Linked DNA regions of Anser cygnoides: region 1 is linked to region 2. The links are chromatin contacts, called in public Hi-C maps. All regions are on one chromosome and are shown on one strand. Each heading gives the region's core, a stretch centred on a gene start, on an enhancer-like site or on the middle of the called end of the contact. The rest is flanking DNA. Distances are from core to core; before and after follow the strand shown.

The links. Hi-C and Micro-C count contacts between places; a contact is called where the count stands out from the background.
Region 1: a contact with region 2 is called in a Hi-C map of liver, with 2.6 times the contacts expected there. The contact joins the enhancer-like site here to the promoter of SLC25A22 in region 2. A contact is called at or near these places in 2 of 7 Hi-C or Micro-C datasets (both in liver).

What each region holds. Positions count from the first base shown.
Region 1 is chr5:20,552,001-20,554,700 of Taihu_goose_T2T_genome, reverse strand. PHRF1 (PHD and ring finger domains 1) reads left to right here. Exons shown (of 18, transcript XM_066997971.1): 14 at 1-563; 15 at 1,252-1,403; 16 at 1,971-2,231. Among named protein-coding and RNA genes, the nearest start is that of IRF7, 19 kb to the right of the region's middle. Within about 2 kb of position 1,365, at least 3 of the 3 cell types and tissues checked have open chromatin away from gene starts, as enhancers often do. A contact at or near this core is called in liver, where this site is marked.
Region 2 is chr5:20,482,707-20,485,406 of Taihu_goose_T2T_genome, reverse strand. SLC25A22 (solute carrier family 25 member 22) reads right to left here and starts at 1,273. Exons shown (of 10, transcript XM_048058588.2): 1 at 1,144-1,273. LOC136790931 (a long non-coding RNA gene) reads left to right here and starts at 1,399. Exons shown (of 3, transcript XR_010831836.1): 1 at 1,399-2,700.

The DNA.
Region 1 (2,700 bases), core at 116-2,615, 69 kb before region 2:
CATAACCATCCAACCCAACGTCAAACTTGAGGAAATACAGGCTGAGACCTCTGTTCAACAGAGAGAGGCCCAAGAAACTATAAAGGTAGAGCCCATTTGTGAGGAAGTGGCAAGCGAAGCCGCATTCCTTGTGCCAGAGATCACAAACAGCTGTGTTCCAATTGGCAGCATGGATTCTTTGGCTGAAACTGAATTAACGACCAACAGTGATCCAGCATTACTTGGTAGCTGTAGCAATACGAACCTGGAGATTACAGTTAAAATAGAAAATACTGCGTTGTGTCCGCCTCTGATGGAGCCACCTCCGAAGAAAGAGGTTATTGTGCAAGCTCAGCCTGAGGCTGAGCCAATTCAAAGCTCATCCAAGAGCAAAATAACAGATTGTGTGAGAGAGGTTAAAGATGAGTGCCTTGTGTCAACGGAGAAAACCAGTGATTTCACTAAACCTGAACTGGAGGTGGTACCTCAGGGTCCCATGTTGAAATCTAAAGCACCGGTGAAAAGAGTGACCTGGAATCTTCAAGAGGAAGAGAGTGGTGTGTTGTCTGCTGGAAAAGCTCCACGTAAGTCTCTTTGGGAAAACAAGCAGCAGTTGGAGCAGGCTGCGTAAGGCTTAGGGTTTAGGTGCCCGGCTTAAGTTGTAAGTGTAATAGCTCTGTCATCTGAGCTGGGGTGATACTGTGGTTCCCAATCCTGAATGCCTGCGTCTTGCACCTGCCAAGAACACGAGGTGAATCACGTTAATGAATCGTTGCTGTCACTTCAGCAGCTCGGCTAGCCGGTGGCAACCTGTTTGGCTGTGAAGCACATACTGCAACCTGATCTCTGAACTGACAGTCTGCGTTCCGTGCTTCCTGCGTTTAACTAGAATGATTTATCCTTCAGAATTTAAGATTATTCAAAACCAAGCAGTGCTGCACGTCTTTACAGCTTGCTCCTGTGAGCTCTGCTAAGCCAAAGCTGCTCGGAACAGCTCGACTCAGGTGCCCTGTGCTATGTGTATTGACAGTTGTGTGGTTCTCATTGGTTCCTCTCACAGAAACCCACTAAAAAACAATTGCACAAGTGGATGATAAGCCCTCTCTTATCAGCTTTAAAATGTTGATGATTGCTAAACAAAGTCCTTTAATAGCCAGCCTTGTTGTTAGGACCATCTTCACTGTTGGTTTTTTATGTATAACTGCTTTGAATTTTTGACCCACAAGGTTTATTTTGTTCTCAAATTTTTTTTCCTTCTCTTGGGGAACCTAGGGATGCCGTTTTACAAACTTCAGCGAGCAAAAGAAGGGGCCTGGAAGGCAGAGGACTTGAACCAAACATTAAATCAGGTGCAGTTAAATGAGCCTCCTCCAACCAATTATATGATTCCCGAGCCTATGTTTCCTGATCTAGATTCCTCTCAGGTTGGTTCCTATTCTGACAGCCCAGTGTCATGGAAGGCATCCCACCTCATCTGTGCCCTTGTTGTACAACACCCTCCCCTCATGGCAGAGCTCGCCTTCCTCTGCGTGTAGTGCATTTCATAAAGCCCATACGCCTCAGCAATCCTCTAATCATTTAATCTTTCGGGTGATTCTTACAGCTGAAGAAGCACATCTCCCTTTCATTCTGCACTGTGTGTGCAGCTTCCATTTTCAGCACTTCCCTGATGAACAACCGTGTTGCTTGAAAAGCTCTGAGCATCTCGCTGATTGCAATCAGGCTGTGCAAAAAATAAAAAATAAAATGGCCTGTTGGCATTGGTCTGTGCCATCAGTCCTTGCCTGTGTGCTGCCCACCAGTGAAATGCTGTGTGGGGCTCCTGCTGGTTCCTGGCGCGCAGAGACCTAGCTGAGGGGCGGACTGCAGCCTCCCTGATTTACACTACTAATGACTTGCCTGTTTCAGTGGATAAAAATTGCTCTGAAAGTACCGATCTGATGCTCGCTCTTTTGAGGACAGGCATTTACAAAACGGTCTCTTTTTCACAGGTGTTCTGTCAAAACCTACCTTTGACGCCACCTCTGCCCTCGAGCCTCCCCCCCTACGCGCCTGTCAGCCAGCCCACGGTTCAGTTCATCATGCAGGGCAGCCTGCCAGCGCTTGGCTGCGTGGCAGGACAGAGCCTGACTCCAGAGCCGGGCAGCCTGGCTACTGCCTCTGAACCGGGAATTCAAGCTGCTTCTGTTGGAAATGCAGAAGAAAAGATCAAAGTACAGAAACCTCCAGTGGATAAAACAAAGAATGAGGAAGTGAGTAAATGCTCTCAAGTAGCAAATGCGTAACTGGAATTGCACATGCAGGCCACAGTCCTGTTAATTAAGGCATTACCCATTCTGTAGAAATTAGAAACAATATATTAATAAGCTGCTTATTTGAAATTTTAAAGTTTTTAATGACTTTTATAAAAGCTAGATTTTATAACTTTCTCTGTACCCTCTCTGAGAGGGGTTAAAGCAGCTAATTTATCCTTACAGTTCTGAAACTTTCTTGCTTGAATGTTTGAAAGTCGCTTTCAGAAAGCCAAAATGTTGAAACCCCAAATGCCCAGTGCTCTCCTCTCTTCTTCAGTTTTGAAATGAGCATCAGTTCTCATGGCAGTCCTATGGAGAGGTAGGACTGTATCCTGCTGTTAATCAGCAGTGAAAAAGCATTGGAGATTTAGCAGTGCTAGTCCCTTGCTGCTGAGTTTTGGATCTGCTATACAGACCATCTGCTGTA
Region 2 (2,700 bases), core at 24-2,523:
GCGGTTGTCAGAAAATATCTTGTTTAAGCAGCGGGATCTTCTTTTCTCTGCCTGGGCTGTGACCAAATCATCTGTCGTAATGGATTTTTGACAGCGTCTTCTCGCTTCTCTCAGCGCAGCAGGATCAGAGCCTCACCAGGATCTTCTCCAGCCGCCTGCTCCTTGCCCTGCAGCAGCTGAAGGACATGCTCAGCCCCAGAGGCCAGCGACCTGCGTGGGAAGCGGCGCTGGGAGGGAGCAGCTCCAACCAGCGTCATAGCACCTGCTTGATCTCAGCTCCGTCCTCGGGGAGAAGCTGAGAATCACGAGGATTGCCTTTTTCTCCAACTCGGAGGGAAGAGATGCCAAAACATTTGTCCCTCTTCTGGCTAGGTGTTACTGCTTTCAGGGGGAGGGTGAGCCTGCTAAAAGCAGCAGCAAGGAGAAGACCCGTACCTAAGCTCACATCCTCCCCCGGCCGTCCTGTTACAACGCCCCTCAGCCAGCTCGCCTGTCCTCCTCGCTGCAGTCTAAAGCTTCCCTTTATCAGAAGAGCAAAGCATAACCAGAAGCCTAATCAGCCAGGTTCATCAGTGGGGAGACAGGACCTTCCAGAGGGGCTGCAGCCACACCCTGCACGAGCCCTGCTCTCTCCTGAACACGCAGAGCTGCTGTGCCTAAACCTGGTGTTGCTCAGCACTTCCAGAAGACTGGGTCTGGCCCATGGCAGAGAGCTGGCAGAGCTGGAGCAGCTGGGACCTGCCCAGGGGCCCCCCGGAGCGCTGCGTGTCCTCACCTCCTGCTCACGGCCAGTGCTGGAAGACGCCTCCGGCTGCAGCTCTCTGCAGAGACCTTCAGTAAAATCAAGGCAGAGCAGATGTGTCCAAGTTTAATGGTGGGAATCCTGCGTCTGCTCTGCCTTTGGATGGTGCTGCCTGGTTGTTACGGGTCACCACCGAAATCCTCCCGGCTCCGAGGAGGGGTGAAGGCAGCAGCCACCTCTGCCCGGGGTCTCCCCGTGTCCACGGGGAGGCTCCAGCAGAAGCCGAAGCGAGACTCGCAGCAACCCTCTGGCCTTTCCAGAGAAAGCAAGCAGGGATGCCTGATCCGCTCCCTCTGCCCGCTCCAGCCTTCCACGTGCCCCATTGTTGCTGTCTTACTCACCTCCTGCCTGAGAAAGGCTCGGGAAGGCGCTCGGCTCTCTGCGTTCACTTGGCTTGCAGCAGATCGTTTTCCCACCAATTTACCCAATTACTTTCCGAACGCAACATTTATAGTTTGACCTCAAACATTTCACAGCAATGAGTCAGCTGTAGAACTATGCACAGCGGGGGGAGAAAAAGTACTTCCTTTGGGCTCTTTTGGCAGGTGCTGTTGGACTATTTCATTTGCTGCCACCTAGTCGTGAAAGAGCGGATGGCAACCACCTACTCAGTCTTCATTCCTTCCCAAGAGAATGAAAAATGCTCCGTGATGTTCTTCTCCGAGCATCCCTGCTACCCTTTGCACATTTCCCACTTCCACTGTCTCCTACCTGGAAAAGGCAAGAGCTGCTCCGGTGTTCAATGAGCAAATCGTGCAGAAGGATCCTATCCCGCCTTCCCTAAGCAACCACCAGCACGGGTCGAAGACACAGGCCTACTGCGAGGCAGGAAGGGTAGAGGCAAAGTTTTCCACCTTCACGATGCCTGCCTGGCTGCTACATTTCCCAGGCACAGAGCTTCTTCAAGGGAGCTGAGGTCTGGAGCGAGCGTCAGACTCTCCCCATGGGTTTTCAGGCCACAGAGATTTACGGGAAAATAAGAAGAAATTGTGTGCTTTAAGAACACAAAATTTATTTCTGCGGAGTTCAGAACATGGACACACATCTGTACCAAAGGATGTTTGCTTTATCTGAACAACGTACAACTAATGAGGATGACAGGCTCACCTCAAGGCAGCTCTGGGCTGGGGCTCTGCCCCATACCTTTCCCAGTGAAAGCTGCTGTGATCCTCCTTTTGGGGGAAAACGGTGCATTTGAGGGGACTCGGATTTTCTTTCCCTTTTAAGAGCAGCATAACACGGTCAAGTATGGGCATGAAGAGAAACCGTACGGTACTGATCAGCAGGAAAACTTATCTACTGGCAGGGTAGCTTCTGTGCTCCCTCCTAGCAAGCTCTGTAGGGTCATGGCTGGACCAGCCAGGCCTCAAAACACCAGAGCTACCACCTGTCCCGTAACAGAGCCGTCCGATGGTTGTGTGCTGCTCTGTAGCATTTTTGCCTGGCCAACAGCAGACAAACTGAGCGCAGCCCCTGCAAGCTGACTGCCCCGTCCACGTTCCCTTCGGGTCCTTCACCGGGAATTGTACACCACTTCACTGTCGGGGCCGTGTCAAGAGTTTAAAACCCCTGCCTGGACACCGCCAGGCTTTGCCTGTGTTGTTTTATAATTAACAAACTGATCTGAGCTTTGCTTAGGCTTTCATTTCTCACCAATTAGTTTTATTAATGTTTAAGCCACGTATGGGCTGGAAGCATTTTATCTGGGTCTGTTAGCCCCTGGCGGCTAGAGGAGGGCTGCGATTAGCAGGAGCTGGAAGCAGAAGGCATGGCATGCATGGGAAATGCACTGTTGGAGGCCCTGGATCATGCTGCTGGAGATCTGTAGGGCTATAGGAGGTGGAAGAGGGTCGGATTATGAGAGTTAAAGAGGTGTACACATTACAGTCAAAGAGGAG